Regions from separate parts of the Mus musculus genome. Here all the other regions are linked to region 2. A link is a contact called in public HiChIP or PLAC-seq and promoter capture Hi-C data. All regions are on one chromosome and are shown on one strand. Each heading gives the region's core, a stretch centred on a gene start, on an enhancer-like site or on the middle of the called end of the contact. The rest is flanking DNA. Distances are from core to core; before and after follow the strand shown. Region 1 holds the start of Arf3 (ADP-ribosylation factor 3). Region 2 holds the start of Slc48a1 (solute carrier family 48 (heme transporter), member 1). Region 3 holds the start of Cacnb3 (calcium channel, voltage-dependent, beta 3 subunit). Region 4 has its middle 9.4 kb from the start of Gm33205. Region 5 holds the start of Amigo2 (adhesion molecule with Ig like domain 2). Region 6 holds the start of Adcy6 (adenylate cyclase 6).

Region 1 (2,830 bases), core at 268-2,767, 980 kb before region 2:
AAATATATATATTTTAAAGCTGAATGCCTGTGGTGTAATGAAAGCATTCCTAAAGTAAGATGGGGGATGATGCCAGGAGAATCACACAGAGCTAGCCTAGAGTGTGCACTGCAGCAGCAGAAACCAGAGATCCTGGCCCAACGAGGGAAAAAAGTCAAGAACAGCGACTCCCAAAAGGTGTCCTCTCTAACCTCCACATCTTGCTAGAGCACAAGTGCACCCGCAATCTCTCATACAAGCACACACACACAGAGTTAATAAATGGAGGGAAAAACGAGCAAAAACCAGAGCTTAACAAAGGCTCTCAACAGCATTGAGTCCTGAGTGGGGACAAATATAATTCTCTTCGTTATAAGCAAGTTCCTTGCTGTCCATCTCTTCGTTAACCATCTCTGGCTGTTCTGGAGCCTGCTCTGTAAATCAGACTGACCTTTAACTCACAGACATCCACCTGCCTCTGCACCCTAGTCTCCAGTGCTGGGATTAAAAGCTTGTGCCACCACCGCCCCCAGCCAGTCCTGTAATTTTTGAGGTAAACAAGAGAAGACAAACTGGTATAAAGGTATAAACCAGAGACAGATGTGACAAGAGATAGATTCTGTTCCCAGCCTATGTTTTGGAGGGAGAGAAGAGTTATAACGCTGCACCAAGCTCTTATACTTGATGCATTTAAAGAACGCAGTGGGGGCTGGTGAGATGGCTCAGTGGGTAAGAGCACCCGTTTCTGGCGAGGACCCTTCTAGCTCAGATTCTAACATAGCTTGTGGCTAGAGTCTCAGGCAGTGTCTCCATCATGTCAAAAGATGAGTGTCAGGGAAGGAAGGCGGGGTCCTGGGTGCGCTTTCCTGGGGATACTAAAATCCAGACTCATCTAGAGAGACTTCATGAGAGCCGCCTCTGAGTTTCTGCCCTCTGCCTTTCAGCCTCAACCTCCTAGACGACCCCATCCAGATGTTTCCTCTAGTATCTGGAATGCATCGTTCTTTCTCCTCTTCCTTTATGGGAAAGGATCTCAGAGAAAGCATCCTTAGGAACTAGGGAGCAGAGCGGATTAGCAGGTGGGGTGCGAGTGATGCGCTGTTTATTTGGAATAAGACTGGACTAGAGCAGGATACAGCAACCGTTTTCATCCTCCATGCTCCACATGGGCTCTGCTTAAGAAACCCCGGAGACTCCCTGGTCCGAGCCCTGTGGCCAGCGCAGCCAGGATGTGGCAAGGTCCCGGAGCTCGCTCTGCTCGGGAGCCTCACCTCAGTGCCCACAGCCCCCTCTACACGCCGTGCCTTCCGATCCTCCAGCCCCCACACAGGCCCCCGCCTAGGCTCAGCTTCAGCACCGGCTGCTTTTGCTGCAGCCGCTGCCATGGTGATGGGTCTCGCGAGAACTGCCGCTCGCTACCGCGCACTTCTCGCGCGATCGTGGAGGTGGGAAGTAGCCCGGGCTGGGGGTGGGTGTTCGCCGCACAGCTCCTGTCGCCGTCGCGGCTTCCGGTGCTAGGTGGAGGGCGGGCAGGAGGGAGCCGGGGAGCGGGCCAGCGGACCATCTTCACCGCGGTCGGGTCGGCTTGCGGAGCGGGAGGCAGCGGCCGGAGAGCCGGGCGGAACCTGCGGGGGCGGAGGCGGCGGTGGCAGCCGCGGCGCAGGGAGCAGGAACAGGTTCGGAGCTGGGGAGGGAAGGCGGGTCCGGGCAGGGAAGAGGCTGGGTCCGGGTGGGAGCCCGAGGCCCCCGGCCGCGGTCCGGCTCGCACCGTCTGGGCGAGGTGCTGGTGTGGGGGGTGATCCTCGCTGAGCTTGGGGACCCCAGCCCCACTCCTGTCCCCGCAGCCGAAGGACGCCGAGCTGGGGTGGGGGCGGGGGGCGCACACGGATTTGTCCTCCGCCTCCCCCGAGGGTGCGACCTGGGCTGCAGAGGTGAGCTTGGGAGGGTTGGGGACGAGGGGGAGGCAGGCTGACCTGTGGGAGGGGGACGCGGGGGCGGTGTGGCTGTTTGGCTCTCTTTTCCTTGGGTTTAAAGGGCTGCGAGGAACGCTGCCTTTTCTCTCTCCCTCCCCCGCCCGAGCTGTGGGGGAACCAAAGAAAAGCCGTGCCGTGCCGTGGTTATTCTCCTCCCTCACCCAGCGCGAGGCGTGGGGGGCCGGGGCTTAGTATCAGGGCCTACTGGTGGGGCTCGGCTGGCTGCGCACGGTCCTCACGGAGGTGGCGCTCTGCTCTGGGGTGTTGGGAAGAGGGCAGCAGGTGGGGAGAGGGTGGAGAGGAGGCTGGAGACGGGGGAGGGGGACCTGAGCTAGCTCGGAGGAGAGAGGTGGGGCCTTCCTCCCCCAGGCGGAGCGGGGGCGGTGTCACCGAAGGAGGGAGCAGCTTGTCACTGGCCCTGAGTTTGTGTCTTCCAATCCGCTTTCTTTCTCTAGGAAGTACCAGGATTCCCGGAACAGAAAATGAAGCCTTTGCTTAGCATGCCAGTCCTTTTTGAAGGAAGGAGGGGGAGGTGGGGAGGTGAAGTTCCCTGTTAAAACCTCAGGGTCCTTTAGTTAAGTCGTAACTCTTTGGAGAGACTTGTTTTTTTTTTTGGGGGGGGGGGAGAGGGTCTCTGGGCCAGGAAGAATGTAGTGGAGGGTTATGTATGTGGTCAGGACTAAGAAGAAAATAGTGAGGTCATTAGGGAGACGGGTAATGTAAAACCCGTCTCTGCCACTGTTGCATTGGGTCACCCTTGGGTCCATGGCATGAAAGTTTTATTGGGAGGAGATCTGCTGCAGGAGTCTGATTGCTTGAGTCATTGCAACAGGATAGAATCTAGTCTCTGCATACCTCCATCTGTGACCCCAGGCAGG
Region 2 (2,795 bases), core at 293-2,792:
TCTGATAAGGCAGAAACCCCACCTCCGGCCCTCTCTCTCTCTCAGAACGGCACTTGGTGCATTCAGAGGCCATGAGTGAATTTGTTTTGGTTTTTTGAGACAGGATTTCTCTGTGTAGCCTAGGCTATCCCAGAACCCACTCTGTAAACTAGGCTGCCCTTGAACTCAGAAATCCGTCTGCCTCTGCCTCCCGAGTGCTGGGATTAAAGGCATGCACCACTGCTGCCCAGCATAAATTAATTCTTTCGAGTTACTCCATTTTTAGATCTTTGGCCAAGGATTTTAGCCATGGAATAAATGTTGTATCTTAAAACGTTTTCCTTACACATACTTTCGCCATACATATTACTTCATGTGGCTGTCGTACTGTTGGGTTAGTTTCCTCCATAGGGCTTTTAATGCCTTTAGCATGCCAACCTGAATCCTTCTGAGTTCTAGGGATGGAAATCGGGTCGGCCAGGCTAAGGCTGAGCCATCTTGGGGGCACATCGTGTGGCTGTTGAAACCCTGGACACATTATTTATTTACCGTAAGCCTCGATTGATTTTTTTCTAACTGTAAAATGGGCACAAATAATGTTACTTCAGAGGACTACTATTAGGATTAGATGACATAAGGAGAGTAGATTTGTTTAGCCCAGCAAAAAAATATTAAATGATGATAATACGTGTAAATAATATATTTGGCCTTCACACAAGAGAGGCTAAACGGCGTGACCCAAAATTACACATTAGAGAGCACGGCTGGGCCTTCGCCACCTCCTCGTCCCTCAGGGATTAGCAGATTCCCACTGGTTCCGACCAGAGCAGATGGACACAGGTGTAAAGGGAATGTCCAGTGACACCGGGTCCACAGTACAGTCCTGGTCTCGGCAGAGGGCCTCTGGGGCTGGAAGGGGGCTGGCTGATGGGTTTCCCCACGAACCCCACTTATTATAAGAGATGCGGTAATCCCGCACAGTGTGCGTGTTGAGGGAGCGAGGGTGGCCAGGAGATGGGCGCGCAGAGGACGCTCTAGTGGACACGGGGTGGAGGGTAGATTCACAGGGTGCGGGGGACGCAACAGCCCTGGAGCCGCAGAGCTGTGCGAACCACAGGGGCGGGCTGTGGGCACCCTAGGTCCCGCCACGTTCATAAGGCGCCAGGTCCCAGAGGCCCGGGCACTGCCCAGGAACCCGGGCCTGCGCTGTCTCCAGTCTCTCTGGAGTAAACAACGCTCCCACCCCCGGGCAGCGCCACCGCAGCCGCCGCGCGCAGCCCGCCCCGATCACCCCGCGTCCCCCGGGGATACCTGCGAGACCCCCCATCGCCGCAGTCCCCGGTTGTCGGTAGACCACCGTCCAGACGAAGAAGATGGAGAAGCCGGCTACCGAGCTGAAGCCGGAGTAGGCGGCGCGGAGGCCGAGCTGCAGCCGGGACGGGGCCATGGGGCAGCGGAGGAGCAACGCCGCCGAGTCACAGGTGCAGGGCCCGAGCTGGAGCCCAAGCCCCAGCCCCAGCCCGAGCCCGAGCCAGAGCCGCTGCCGCCCGGCGCTCCGCCCCCAGCCCGCCCCCGGTGCCAACGGCACAGCGCCCTCCCCGGCCGGAGGCCGCTCCCGACACCGCCGCTTGGCAAAGGCCGGCGACCCCTGGTGGAAGGGCAGGGTCCTGGCCTCATCCCCAGAACGCCACCTATCTAGCCTTGGCTGGCCTAGAAATACCGTCTTTACCGGAGCCGGCTACAATGATCATTTAAAAATATTTTGTATATGTGAGCACACTGTAGCTGTCTTCAGACACACACCAGAAGAGGGCATCCGATCCCGTTACAGATGGTTGTGAGCCACCATGTGATTGCTGGGTTTGAACTCAGGACCTTTGGAAGAGCAGTCAGTGCTCTTATCCGCTGAGCCACCTCTCCAGCCCCAATGAGCACTTTTTAATTTTTAAAATACTTTTGAATTTTTTTTTGAGACGTGGTGTCTCCACGTAGTCTTGTCGGTCTTGGAATTCCCTATGTAGGCCAGGTTGGCTTGGAACTCATAGAGACCCTTCTGCCTCTACCTCCTGAGTTCTGGGATTAAATTTTGAATGGGAAGTTCAAACTCATTAAAAGGACAAGTTAAGGCTATAGAAACTAGCCAGCTGTGGTGGTGCATGCCTTTACACTGGTAGAGGTGGAGGCAGAGGGAAGCAGATTTCTTTGAGTTCGAGGGAAGCTAGACCCAGTCACAAAAGTCACAAACCAAAACAAACAAGGAAAACCCATAAAACTGCACATGATGGCCCACACGTGGAATCCTGGCAATTGGGAAGTGGCCGAGGCAAGAAAACAGATCTGGGGAGCTAGTTTGATTCCCCAACTTGCCCGAAATTAAATAAGTAAAATAAAACTTGAAAAAAAATCTAAAATAATATAACAACAATTAACATATTCATTCTTTTTACCAGCCAGGTGGTGGTGGTGCTCACCATTAATCCCAGCACTCACTAGGCAGAAGCAGGTGGATCTTGGTGAGTTGGAGCCTAGCCTGGTCTACAGGGGTCAGCCAGGGCTACACAGAGAATCCCGGTCTCAAAAGACCAAAATAAGGGGAAAAAAATCTTTCTATCCATATTTCGAAGCAGTGGGTTTCCTTCCCAAAAGTTATACACACAGCACAAGATTGCTCCACACGTTTGCCACCATTTTAGTTTATTAAATTAAAAAGTGATCGTTGGCCAGGCAGTGGTGCCAAATGCCTTTAATCCCCGCATTTGGGAGGCAGAGAAGGGCGGATTTCTGAGTTCGAGGCCAGCTTGGCCTACAGAGCGAGT
Region 3 (3,008 bases), core at 200-2,699, 850 kb before region 2:
TGCTCTGAGGCTCACCACTCCTCTTTCCTGGGCCGGAGATAAAAGGCTCGATTTAATCCTGTCAGGGGACCCTTTCAAGCCCTGTTAGTGGTCCTTTCCCATATCGAGTGGGATGTCTAAGGGGAGACTGGTGACTCCATGAGGCTCTGACACTGACCCCCCCCCCCAACTCTTGTCCCATCTTTCCAGGCAGTCTTTCTGCTCTCTGAGCTCCGGGAATCACTGTCTAATGAGCTGATTTGTCTCAGTGGGTCAGGAGATAAAAGCAAAGAGAAGAATTAAATATTTATTGGTTGCCTGGTTCTCGGAGCAAAGAGCTTCCTTCCCATCCCCATGCCCCTGAGCTCCCCTGGCCTCACCTCCAGGCCCTCCTCTGCAGGGGGCTAGACTGAACACAGTCTGATGGCCCACCCCTGTGGTTGGTGGCCTTTCCAAGAAGCTGAGCTAGAGGCAGTGGTGAGTGAGAGCAGTCAAGGCCATGCGCAGGGGGGGTGGGCAGAGAGGAAAAAGAGACCAAGTTCTAGAATTCCTGTCTGCAGAGGCTGGTACGCGAGTCGCTAATGTTCTTCCAGCTCCCTAATTTGTCATTTACTTGAGGCACAAGTCCGGAGTGTCTCCCCCGGAGCTCAGCTTTCCCTGTTGTGTTCAGACCCCATGAACCCAGGATACGGAACTCCAAATGTTCCATGTTCGCTCTAAAAACCTCGGTGTCGGGGCCTTCTGTCCTCCCCTCCTCAGCCTCCTATGTCCTGAGCTTTGGGGCCACCTGCTCGAGCCTTCCCCCTACAGCGTCCCTGTGCACACACCGGAGTACCTGGGATACCTGGCTATGAGAGACCATCTTCCCACTTTCCTAGAGAGCCCCCCGCCGGCTTACGCGCGCTGCCCCGCTCGCTGCCAAGGCGTTTTTCAAAGTGCAGAACTGGGGGAAGGGTTGAAGAGAGAGAGGTGTCATCCCAACTCCCCCACCCCCACCCCCCACCCTCCCCCGCGGGCACTCACCGCCTCCGAGTCCTCAAACCCGGGCACGTAGGAGTCGTCATACATGGGGGAGTCCGGGGTGGGTGGGGGGAGCGAGCGGCGCCGGGGGCGAGGACGGCGGGCCGCGCCCGAGATGCCACCGAGCCGCGCAGCCCTGCGGGCGGCGGCGGCGGAGAGCGCGAGCGCGAAGGAAGGAGCGAGCCGCGAAGACCAGCTGCTCGCAGCTCAGATCACCGCTCCCCTCCCCACCCCCCAGCCCAGCCGGTCCCACCCCGAGCGCGCCAGCGCGGCTGAGGAATCTGCCGCCGGCTCCCACAACAATAGTGCCCGCCCACCTGACCCCCTCCCGGGAAGACGCGGGCGGCGGGGGCGCGGCAGCCAGGGGGGACCCGCCGGGGCCGCGGAACCGGGCGCACGCGAGTCGGGAAGGTGGGTCCCCGGCACCTCCGGGGCCGGGGCGGCGGGGAAGAAGGGCGGAGAGGCTGCAGGCGGGGCGGATCCCGGCGGGGAGGAGGCGGGGCGAGGAGAGATGCAGAGACAGGGACTCTCGCAACCCAGGAACTGCTCCGCCGGGAAACAAAGGGCTGGCGCGGGGGAGGGGAAGGGGAGAGACGCCGCAACCAGACGCGAGCCCGGTGGAGAATCGAGAGGGTGCGGGCGGCGGGGAGGATGGCTGGAGAGAGAGGAGGACTGGAGGCAGGGAGAACGCGGAGACAGGAAAATGGAGATCTAAAGGAGGACGGACAGCAGATGGGGAAGAGGTCTCAGGTGATCCGGCAATGTCAGCTCTCTGCAAGTCCTGGAGACACCCAAAGCAAACCCCGCAGTGGTACTAGGGAGAAATGGTTTTGAGCTCCCAGACCCGTGCCATGAAAGCAGCTCCTGCCCCAACAGGTGCCCGGCCCTCTCCGTTCCGGGCTGCGGTAAAGGGCCGACCCTTAAGAAGGGGGAAGTTCGGGGACGGTGGCTAGGCCTCCCCACACCTGTTGCACGGGCAGATTTTATCCAAGTTAAGCCGGGATGGAGATTCTCTTCTTCACTTCCCTGCCAAGGATTGTGCCAGACATTGCCAAAGCATCCGCGGGAACTGGGGCAGAAAGGGGCTGTTTTAGGTGAGCTTAAAGGGTGGAGCAAAGGTGCGATCCTGACGCTGAGGTTGGGAAGGAAGAAGGGTAAAGCCTACCGCTTTGCAAAAGACCAGAATTACGTACGGTGTGCAGGATGCTGGTTCTAATCATCCAGCACCAGTCAGCGCCCTCCACCCCCACCCCGCCATTCGAGGAAAGAGTCGCAATCTCTGAAGAGATCTTCTAAAAGCTGTCATCATTTGAGCTCGCTCCCTTTTTACATCCCTCCCCCCCCCCCCCCGACCAAAATTTTCCTTTTGCATTTTAACCTCCTGCTTGGGCATCCCAAGAGGATGTGAGGCAGACACCAGCCGTGCTTGGTGTCTCGCTTTCTCAACTCAGCCCTTTGCCACTTCTAGCTCCTGAAACCCCGGAGGGTGTAAGTTCAGGACACTTGCCCACCCTTCCGGTTACAATTGGGAAGGGTTCAAGAGATCTATAGAAGGTTCTGTGCGGTAGAAAGGAGAGGAAGACCACCCACCCAAGCCAACTGGCTTCCCACCTATATCTTATCTTCCTGTTCCCTCGGTAAGAAAAAGATGGGGGGGGGGGCTCATCTAATGACACCCTAGTCTGTCTCCTGACTGAAGGACCGGCAGGCAACTTTATTGGAGCCCTTGTGTCTGAGGGCACCAGCTGCAACTGGGGGAGGCAGCTTCCACTGCTCCAACCCAGTGTGTTTGAGGGTTAGTTCGATATCTTCTGTGTCCCCAAGTACTGCCTTGTCCTGTACCATCCTTTTCCTTTGTCTCCTTAGTCCCCTCTCTCCTCCCAGAGGGTGGAGAAGTGTCAAAGAGTAAGACCCTTCTGGCTCTCTTCTCCTGGAAGAGGGTCCCGTCTGGAATCTCCTCCCCTGGCCTCTCTAATTTTGGGACTGTCCACCCACCCATGGGGATCCCT
Region 4 (3,097 bases), core at 127-2,626, 570 kb after region 2:
CTGCTAGGACCGCTTTAATTCGGAAAGGTTTTCCTTGTTAAAAGCCTGTGAATGCAAAGAGGCCGCTCGTCCTGTTATCATTGTTATCCTCCACAATATGGACTCCGTAGCATGAGTTGTCATCCTCACTGGGTATCACGGACCCTTCTGATCCCCAGTCAAGGCTCTGTGTTCCACGGGGCTGGAGAGATGGCTCAGGAGAAAGCACACCAGCTGCTCTTCCAGACAACCCAGGTCTGATCAAGCACTCACATGGGGGCTCACGATTATTTATAATTTCAGTTTCTAGATGTCTGATTCTTCCATCTGGCTTAGCTGGGTACCAGACATGCCCTTGGTACATACATGTAGACAAAACACCCATACGATACTGACTGGTTTTGTGTGTCAACTTGACACAAGCTGGGGTTATCACAGAGAAAGGAGCCTCCCTTGAGGAAATGCTCCCATGAGATCCAGCTGTAAGGCATTTTCTCAATTAGTGATCAAGGGGGGAGGGCCTCTTATGGGTGGTACCATCTCTGGGCTGGTAGTCTTGGGTTCTATAAGAAAACAAGCTGAGCAAGCCCAAAGAAGCAAGCCGGTAAGTAACATCCCTCCATGGCCTCTGCATCAGCTTCTGCTTCCTGACCTGCTTGAGTTCCAGTCCTGGCTTCCTTTGGTGATGAACAGCAATGTGAAAGTGTAAACTGAATAAACCCTTTCCTCCCCAACTTGCTTCTTGGTCATGATGTTTTGTGCAGGAATAGAAACCCTGGCTAAGACACATACATATAAAAAAATAAATAAAACATATATCTTTAAAAAAATCCTCTGTGGTCTAGTGCAGTGACTAGCATGTGGCCAGTCACAGTAGTTAATAACAGAGAGAGTGACAGATCACAGGTTTGTATAGGGCTGACTTGATTTCCTGACCTAATTAATAATAGTGCCTTCATTTTCAAAGTGTCTGAATCTCCGTGATTGACTGAGTTGTCATCACACTGACAGACATGTGTGAAGAAGACATTAAACTGGTCTGTGGAGAAGGGGAGTCTTTAAGTGAGAGGGGGACATTTTCATCTCAGAATTTAGGGTGCCATGTGACCAGGGTCACACAGAACTTCCACTGAGACAATGAAAGAATGGAATTCAAAGACAACAAGAAAGGTCAGCTGGAAAGAGTTTTGTTACAGAGAGAAAACATGGAGAAGGACTTAAATATTCCTGAAAGAAAGCTAAGCTCCAGAACGGGCCCAAAGGAAGGAAACTATCTAACTAGGGCTTTCTTCAGGACCTATGGCAGAAACTGGACCAAGACTGAGGCTGTTCCTACTGAGATTGGCTAATTCTCTGAGCACATCGCAAGCCAAGCCCATGGGGAAGTCCCACACTCAGTGAGTCTTTCTCCACCCAAGCCGGGGGACGGTTGCGGGCTGTTCACTGATGCTCATTCAGCTAGGGTCAGGGTTATGCTTAAAGCCCGATTTTTATCTTCAGTTTGCTTGTTGACTGTCTGTGGGCAGTTAGCCATGGCTGCGGTTGCTACTGTGGACCTTGTAGCTGTTGCTGGTCTTGGACCCTGGTAGAGTCTTCTTAACCATTACTTACTCTGTACTCTTTCTTCACGAGTCAGTTTGAGGTTTCGCCATGGTGGGAGCTATCACAGCTACTAAGAAATAGCTGTTTTCCTTGGTTACTTTGTATTTAAGCTTTGGGTCTGCAGGGAAGTCTGGGGAAGTCTTCTTCCTGGAGTAGGTGGAAACCTTTATTTAGAAGCCGACCTTACCCACAGTGCTCAGCAATAGTCTGTTGCTTTAGAAGCAAGTGTCTGTGAACTGCAGCAGTGCCATTCGGGGTGGGGGTGGGGGTGGGGGTAGGGGTGGGGGTGGGGGTGGGGTTCCTCGGGTTCTGCGGAAGTTGAAGCCAGCCAGCCTGCAGAATCCTGTTTCTCTCAGAGCTCTGTCCTTCCCCTTGCCTGGCCAGCGTGGTTATCTAGACCGGGCAGAAAACCCTTTTACTCCCCAGCCTAAGTTGTCTACCCTCGTGTTTTCACAAATGTTCTATAACATTCTTATTAACCCCAACCTCGGTTTCCAAGGAGAATTTCCTCCTCTTGGTAATTTTTCTTTGTGATGGTTTCAGTTTACTGCAGTTAGTCACATTCTGAAAATATGTGTGGAAAATTCCAGAAGTGACCATTGATAAGGTAGGATATAGCATTGTGAGACATTTCAAGAGAACTTTCCCATAGCTTTTATTACAGTATACCGTTATCATTTTTATTTTATCATTGTTGGTGACTTTACACTATGTCTAATTATCAAATTAAGCTTTATTACAAATATATGTTGAAGAAAAATTCTACTATATATGTTTTATCATCCATTGGGGTGGTGGTAGAATTTATCTCCTGATGCTAAGGGGTGTGGAGGGGAAAGACTGCCTTACTCTTCTGGGTGTATCATTTGACCCAATCTCTTTCTTGCTTACCTGTTTTTAACCATAAAATCTATGCATGTATTACTGTATCTAGAATCATCCTATTAACATACATCAGATTGTATTGTATTTTTTTTTTCTTTGCTCAAACTCTTCTGTTCTTCCCATTTTGTTGAAAGTGTAGTCAGCAAGTCTCTGCAGTGGAAAGATGCCATTTAAGAAAAAAAAAACAAAAAAACAGGGTCATACTAAAAACAGTAACAAAGGAAATAATGATATATTTTGGGTTAATGAACTTTATAACCTGTAGAAATGATTATACAAATTGATGATTTCTTCTAGTTTTCTTTTTTAAAAGATTTACTTATTTCTTTTCAGACTTATTTATTTATTTAATGTATGTGAGTAGATTGCAGCTGTACAGATTGTTGTGAGCCTTCACGTGATTGTTGGGAACTGAATTTTTAGAACCTCTGCTCACTCCAGTCAGCCCCTCTCACTCCTGCCAACTTTGCTCACTTAGTCCCTGCTTGCTCTGGCCCAAAGATTGATTGATTGATTGATTGATAGATTATACATAAGTACACTGTAGCTGTCTTCAGGCACATCAGAAGAGGGCGTTCGATCTCATTATGGGTGGTTGTGAGCCACCATGTGGTTGCTGGGATTTGAACTC
Region 5 (3,064 bases), core at 28-2,527, 540 kb after region 2:
GGCTGGATGCTTGTGGTTTTAAAAGTCAATCTTTAGTGAAAGTGAAACTAACAGGAACCAAGTTGCCCTCCCTTGAAAACCCTGAATCGCTGAGCTCTCCCGGAACCAGTCCACATTAACGCAACACACAGGTCCATCAGATCCATGCCAAAAACTCACTCAGGAAGTTTTCCGATAAATTTAAGGATGCCGTGGGGGGGGGGGGGGATCATTTTGGTTTTTAAAGTTGTATTCATGTGCTCTGCCCTCACTGTCTCCCCAATTTTGTCTACCTTTCATTGGCTCCCTAAGCCCTTCTACTGTGGCTAGCATGGTTTTTTAGGGACAGTAATTTATTTCTTTTAATCCGTACACAACGGCCAAATGGATCACTTGGCTCAGTCAAATCCCATCGTTTAAGCCTTTAAACAAGAATGGATTTGTAATCGAAAAGCCCACCAGCTTCAAGCTCTCTCCCTCATTTTCACATGGCCTTGTTCAGCTTGTGCCTTCCGAGAATGCTAGCTCAGTCTACTGGAGCCCTGGTGGCTGTAGGGCCTCTAGGGGACAAGTCCTTCTGCGTAGCCACCCCTACCGAATTAATCCTAGTCCTGAAGCCGCCAGCGCGACTCTGGATTTTTTTTGTTTTTGTTTTTTTTGTTTATTTTTTTTAAAGGCTAATGCCCTTATCTGTGCATTCCAACCGGAAGCCTTCTTTCCTGCCCCTTTGCTTCTAGAGCTGGGCCCGGTGCCTCGGGCCGCCGTCTCCGAGTTAGGAAAAGGGCTCGAACTTTCCCAGGGAACCGGGGGGCGTCCCCGCGGCGCCTCCGCACCCCCTCCCCCCGCAAAGCCCCGGTGGTGCCCGAGGGAACGCGCCGCGGCCCTCGCTCCTGTCCTCCTCCTCCTCCTCCAAACCCGGGCGGGGACCCCAGCAAGCACCCGGTGCACAGCGCCCGCCAGGCCCCTCGCCCCAGCCCCTAAAGCCAGGCTCCGAGATCGGGGTGGGGTGCCACCTGCGGGCCACCGCCCGCGGGCTCCGGCGCGCGGCACCCCGGCACCCTGGGCGGCTCCCTACCGGGCTGGGCGGCTCCCCCGCGGGCGCGGGGCGAGGGGCGCGGGGCCTGGGGGTGCAGAGTCGCAGGCCTCGCTGCGGTCCCACCCGGCCGAGAGGCGGCGCGGAGCCCGCACGGGGCCGCCTCTGCGATTGGCTGCGCCCCCCCTCCCCTGCTCCGCCCGCCGCGGCGCCCGAGGAGCGAGGACGCGGGGACCCGCCTCCCGCCCGCTCCCGACCCCGGGCGCACGGGATAAAAGGCGGGCGGCGGGCGCGGGAGCCCGGGCCCTGCAGCCTGCGAGCGCCACCGGCGGGCCGGCTTCCCCCGCCGCCCACCCCGCTCCCGGCGCGGCCGAGCTCCGGCGGTACCTGCAGCCGAGCGAGAGAGCCGGGGAGCCCGCGCCGCTGCCTCGAAACTCGCCAAAGTTGAGAGGCTGCCGCCCACCGGGAGCTGGAGGGAAGGTGCGAGCGCGCGGGGCGCAAACCGGCAGGCGGACGCGCGGACCTTCCGAGCGCACCGCCGTCGGCGGCCTCTCCGAGCCGCTGCGGCTTCCCAGCGCTGTGAGTGGTCGGCTAGACCGACGGCTGGCTAAGTATTTCCGTTCAATTGTTTATGGGATGCGATTGTGTGTTTTTGTGTGTGTCGGTGGAGGGAGTTAAGGCAGAATGCATCCTTTAGAAACAAAAACACACAAAAAAGCCTGAGTTTCTCATGCTGAGACTGTCGCATTGAGAGAAGGTACCTGGAAATCTCACTGAGTTGGAGTAATCTAGGAAAAATGCATATAACAGGTTCTTTATTAAAAAGCCACCCCTGTTGGAGATGGAACCCATTTCAAAAGTTAATTGGAATGAAAGCAATTACGGAATAACTCTAACGGGTTAACTAGTGGCAGTTAACTTGTACTTTTCTCCCGTTTTAAATGTTGTTACCAGATTGGTGGGAGACTGAGCTGATGAGAAGCGACTGGCAAGAGACTCAGAGGCGACCATAATGTCGTTAAGGTTCCACACACTGCCCACCCTGCCTAGAGCTGTCAAACCGGGTTGCAGAGAGCTGCTGTGTCTGTTGGTGATCGCAGTGATGGTGAGCCCCAGCGCCTCAGGAATGTGCCCCACTGCTTGCATCTGTGCCACCGACATTGTCAGCTGCACCAACAAAAACCTATCTAAGGTGCCCGGGAACCTTTTCAGACTGATTAAAAGACTGGATCTGAGCTATAACAGAATCGGACTGTTGGATGCCGACTGGATCCCGGTGTCGTTTGTCAAGCTGAGCACCTTAATTCTTCGCCACAACAACATCACCAGCATCTCCACGGGCAGTTTCTCCACAACCCCAAATTTAAAGTGTCTGGACTTATCATCCAATAGGCTGAAGTCGGTAAAGAGTGCCACATTCCAAGAGCTGAAGGCTCTGGAAGTACTGCTGCTGTACAACAACCACATTTCCTATCTGGACCCCGCAGCGTTCGGGGGGCTTTCCCACTTGCAGAAACTCTATCTGAGTGGGAACTTTCTCACACAGTTCCCTATGGATTTGTATACTGGGAGGTTCAAGCTGGCTGATCTGACATTTTTAGATGTTTCCTATAATCGAATCCCTTCCATACCGATGCACCATATAAACTTAGTGCCGGGGAGACAGCTGAGAGGCATCTACCTTCACGGGAACCCATTTGTATGTGACTGTTCTCTGTACTCGTTGCTGATCTTTTGGTACCGTAGGCACTTTAGCTCCGTGATGGATTTTAAGAATGACTATACCTGTCGCCTGTGGTCTGACTCCAGGCACTCCCACCAGCTGCAGCTGCTCCAGGAGAGCTTTCTGAACTGTTCTTACAGCGTTATCAACGGCTCCTTCCACGCACTTGGCTTTATCCACGAGGCTCAGGTTGGGGAGAGGGCGATCGTCCACTGTGACAGCAAGACTGGCAATGGAAATACTGATTTCATCTGGGTCGGTCCCGATAACAGGCTGCTGGAGCCAGATAAAGACATGGGGAACTTTCGTGTGTTTTACAACGGAAGTCT
Region 6 (2,700 bases), core at 177-2,676, 820 kb before region 2:
TACTGGGGAACAGCAGACAGGCTGGTGTGACAGGTGTGATGAGGAAGACACGGGACCTGGACTGTCAGAATTAGCTGGGTTATTAGTTATTCCATGTGGACTGCTCTAAAGCATTCATGTTCTTTCTCCTTGTCGGCTCTCCACCCAGCTCTTTGTGATACTAAGTGTGGAACCCAACGCCTTGTGTGTTCTAAACAGGCATTCTACCACTGAGCCGCACTCCCCTCCCTCCTTTCCTCCTTATTGTTTGCTCCTACGTTTATTGAGCACCTACTGTTAGCCCCAATAGCTCTGGAGATGAAGTGCTGACAAAAATAGGTATAGTTTCTACATGCACAAAGCTTGTAGTCCCCGGGACGGAGGCGTACGTTAAACGAGAAATGATTTAATTATAATGGCAATAAGTACTGTGGAGGAGATGAACAGAGGTTAAACTGGACCAAACGTAGTCTTAGGGGTGGGGCTGGGAAATTTTCCGTGAGGAAGTAACGTTTAAACTGTGACCTGTGGGAGAAATTGAATTTAGTTTGCTGAAGAGTGTGTGTGTGTGTGTGTGTGTGTGTGTGAGAGAGAGAGAGAGAGAGAGAGAGGGGGGAAGGAGGGAAGGAAGGAAGGAAGGATATGGAAAGAATCCCTTTTGTGTAGAGGTCAACGATCAACAGTTCACAGCAGAACATATTCTGTTGACAAGATGTATTAGGCTTGTGTGTAGTTTGTTTTTGTTTTGTTTTCTTTTCTGAGACAGGGTTTCTCTGTGTAGCCCTGGCTGCCCTGCAACTCACTTTGTAGACCAGGCTGGCCTCGAACTCAGAAATCTGCCTGCCTCTGCCTCCCGAGTGCTGGGATTAAAGGCGTGTGCCACCACACCCAGCTCAATTTTTTAAAATATGCTTTTATGTGCATTGGTGTTTTGCTTTCATGCATGTTTGCATGAGAAAGTCAAAGCCCCTGGAGCTGGAGCCATAAACAGTTGTAAGATCTGCTTTGTGGGTGCTAGGAATTGAACCAGAGTCCTTCAGAAGTATGGGGAGTGCTCTTAAAAACTTAGCTCTCAGATCCTTTACTTATATGGTTGCTGGGTCTTTTCCATGTGTCTGTGTTCCTTACCTTTGAGTGGGGGTGCAGCTGCCTCTCCTGGGGCAGTTTTATCAAGACGGTGGGAATGGGAACTGGTGAGATGGCTCCTCAGTTAAGAGCACTGACTGCTCTTCCGGAGGTCATGGGTTCAAGTCCCAGCAACCACATGGTGGCTCACAACCATCCACAACGAGAAGCAAGCAAGCAGGGCTGGAGCAAGAGGGAGAAGGGGGGGAAGATGGTGGGAATGAAGACCAGAGTTGTAGGAAGCGCTCAGGTCACAGGCTACTATGGTGGCTGTGGCCACGCAGTGGTATTAATACCATTCCCTGTCTCTCCTCCCAGCAGCATGTCATGGTTTAGTGGCCTCCTGGTTCCCAAAGTGGATGAACGGAAAACAGCTTGGGGGGAACGCAATGGGCAGAAGCGCCCACGCCACGCGAATCGAGCCAGTGGCTTCTGCGCACCTCGCTACATGAGCTGCCTCAAGAATGCGGAGCCACCCAGCCCCACTCCTGCAGCTCACACTCGGTGCCCCTGGCAGGATGAAGCCTTCATCAGGAGGGCGGGCCCGGGCAGGGGTGTGGAGCTGGGGCTGCGGTCAGTGGCCTTGGGGTTTGACGACACTGAGGTGACCACACCGATGGGCACAGCTGAAGTGGCACCGGATACATCGCCTCGGAGCGGTCCGTCCTGCTGGCACCGGCTTGTGCAGGTGTTCCAGTCTAAGCAGTTCCGCTCTGCCAAGCTGGAGCGGCTGTACCAGCGGTACTTCTTCCAGATGAACCAGAGCAGCCTCACGCTGCTCATGGCGGTGCTGGTGCTGCTCATGGCTGTACTGTTGACTTTCCACGCTGCGCCTGCCCAGCCTCAGCCTGCTTACGTGGCCCTGCTGACCTGTGCCTCTGTCCTTTTTGTGGTACTCATGGTGGTGTGTAACCGACACAGCTTCCGCCAGGACTCCATGTGGGTGGTGAGCTATGTGGTCCTGGGCATCCTAGCAGCCGTGCAAGTCGGGGGTGCCCTGGCAGCCAATCCACACAGCCCCTCGGCGGGCCTTTGGTGCCCCGTGTTCTTCGTCTACATCACCTACACTCTTCTTCCCATTCGCATGCGAGCCGCAGTACTCAGCGGCCTGGGCCTCTCTACTCTGCATTTGATTTTGGCCTGGCAGCTCAACAGCAGCGACCCCTTCCTTTGGAAGCAGGTAGGTGTGACAGAGTGAGGGTGGGAAAGAGAACTTGCTGATGGAGGGACACAGTATCGATATAGCCATGTCTAGATCGATCAGGCCAAGCTTCACGGGCTAGCCTCTGCTTGGGACTTGTATCAGTGAGCATTGACGAGGAACAGGTCTGTAGTGTGTCACCACAGGCCAGTCTTCAGCTCTTTGGCTTAGGTCAGTAGACATGCCATGTGCAGGTCTCCCTGACCTCTTGGTAACCTCTGAGACTCAAGCCCTGTTGTTACTCCTACGAAGAAGCAGCTGTAGGTAGTTTTGCAAAGCTTCCATAAGCAAGGCCTTTCTGCTCCTTGCCAGAAGCTGTGGCCTGTAGCCCACCATGGCCTCAAAAACAAAGAGAAAGTTGCTTGGGGCTCCTGGGGTGAGGAGCTGGGTACTTG

The links. Promoter capture Hi-C pulls out the DNA fragments that hold promoters and counts their contacts. HiChIP or PLAC-seq counts read pairs in DNA pulled down with a chosen protein or histone mark.
Region 1: a promoter capture Hi-C map of pre-B cells shows a contact between it and region 2, with 2.1 times the contacts expected there. The contact joins the promoter of Arf3 here to the promoter of Slc48a1 in region 2.
Region 3: a contact with region 2 is called in a FOXA1 HiChIP or PLAC-seq map of pancreatic cancer cells. The contact joins the promoter of Cacnb3 here to the promoter of Slc48a1 in region 2. A contact is called at or near these places in 1 of 484 Hi-C or Micro-C datasets (embryonic stem cells) and 2 of 115 datasets of contacts at active chromatin or transcription factors (embryonic stem cells and pancreatic cancer cells).
Region 4: a promoter capture Hi-C map of hematopoietic stem and progenitor cells shows a contact between it and region 2, with 4 times the contacts expected there. The contact joins the enhancer-like site here to the promoter of Slc48a1 in region 2. A contact is called at or near these places in 6 of 39 promoter capture datasets (the 3T3-L1 cell line, cranial neural crest, frontonasal cranial neural crest and 3 more), 1 of 484 Hi-C or Micro-C datasets (embryonic fibroblasts), 3 of 115 datasets of contacts at active chromatin or transcription factors (T-cell acute lymphoblastic leukemia, large pre-B cells and memory CD8 T cells) and 1 of 9 other capture datasets (embryonic stem cells).
Region 5: a promoter capture Hi-C map of stem cell-derived epiblast-like cells shows a contact between it and region 2, with 4 times the contacts expected there. The contact joins the promoter of Amigo2 here to the promoter of Slc48a1 in region 2. A contact is called at or near these places in 15 of 39 promoter capture datasets (the 3T3-L1 cell line, the C10 cell line, HPC-7-derived erythroid cells and 7 more), 2 of 15 datasets of contacts at CTCF or cohesin (the NIH/3T3 cell line and large pre-B cells), 9 of 484 Hi-C or Micro-C datasets (B cells, the C2C12 cell line, CD4 T cells and 4 more), 9 of 115 datasets of contacts at active chromatin or transcription factors (T-cell acute lymphoblastic leukemia, embryonic stem cells, large pre-B cells and 2 more) and 3 of 9 other capture datasets (adipose tissue, embryonic stem cells and liver).
Region 6: a promoter capture Hi-C map of the 3T3-L1 cell line shows a contact between it and region 2, with 6 times the contacts expected there. The contact joins the promoter of Adcy6 here to the promoter of Slc48a1 in region 2. A contact is called at or near these places in 2 of 39 promoter capture datasets (the 3T3-L1 cell line and pre-B cells) and 1 of 115 datasets of contacts at active chromatin or transcription factors (pancreatic cancer cells).

The regions. Positions count from the first base shown.
Region 1 is chr15:98,761,805-98,764,634 of GRCm38.p6, reverse strand. It overlaps Arf3 (ADP-ribosylation factor 3), which reads left to right and starts at 1,517. Exons shown (of 5, transcript NM_007478.3): 1 at 1,517-1,655. It overlaps LOC115488470, which reads left to right and starts at 2,589. Exons shown (of 1, transcript XM_030248862.1): 1 at 2,589-2,830. The coding sequence starts at 2,723.
Region 2 is chr15:97,783,112-97,785,906 of GRCm38.p6, reverse strand. It overlaps Slc48a1 (solute carrier family 48 (heme transporter), member 1), which reads right to left and starts at 1,542. Exons shown (of 3, transcript NM_026353.4): 1 at 1,291-1,542. The coding sequence starts at 1,426.
Region 3 is chr15:98,633,208-98,636,215 of GRCm38.p6, reverse strand. Cacnb3 (calcium channel, voltage-dependent, beta 3 subunit) reads right to left here and starts at 1,449. Exons shown (of 13, transcript NM_007581.3): 1 at 1,003-1,449. The coding sequence starts at 1,047.
Region 4 is chr15:97,211,575-97,214,671 of GRCm38.p6, reverse strand. No RefSeq gene overlaps it. Among named protein-coding and RNA genes, the nearest start is that of Gm33205, 9.4 kb to the right of the region's middle. Within about 2 kb of position 1,376, at least 50 of the 459 cell types and tissues checked have an H3K27ac peak or open chromatin away from gene starts, as enhancers often do. A contact at or near this core is called in hematopoietic stem and progenitor cells, where this site is marked.
Region 5 is chr15:97,245,500-97,248,563 of GRCm38.p6, reverse strand. Amigo2 (adhesion molecule with Ig like domain 2) reads left to right here and starts at 1,277. Exons shown (of 2, transcript NM_001164602.1): 1 at 1,277-1,591; 2 at 1,967-3,064. The coding sequence starts at 2,025. Pced1b (PC-esterase domain containing 1B) reads right to left here and starts at 1,457. Exons shown (of 6, transcript NM_172293.4): 1 at 1,400-1,457.
Region 6 is chr15:98,603,458-98,606,157 of GRCm38.p6, reverse strand. It overlaps Adcy6 (adenylate cyclase 6), which reads left to right and starts at 1,426. Exons shown (of 21, transcript NM_001368413.1): 1 at 1,426-2,284. The coding sequence starts at 1,427.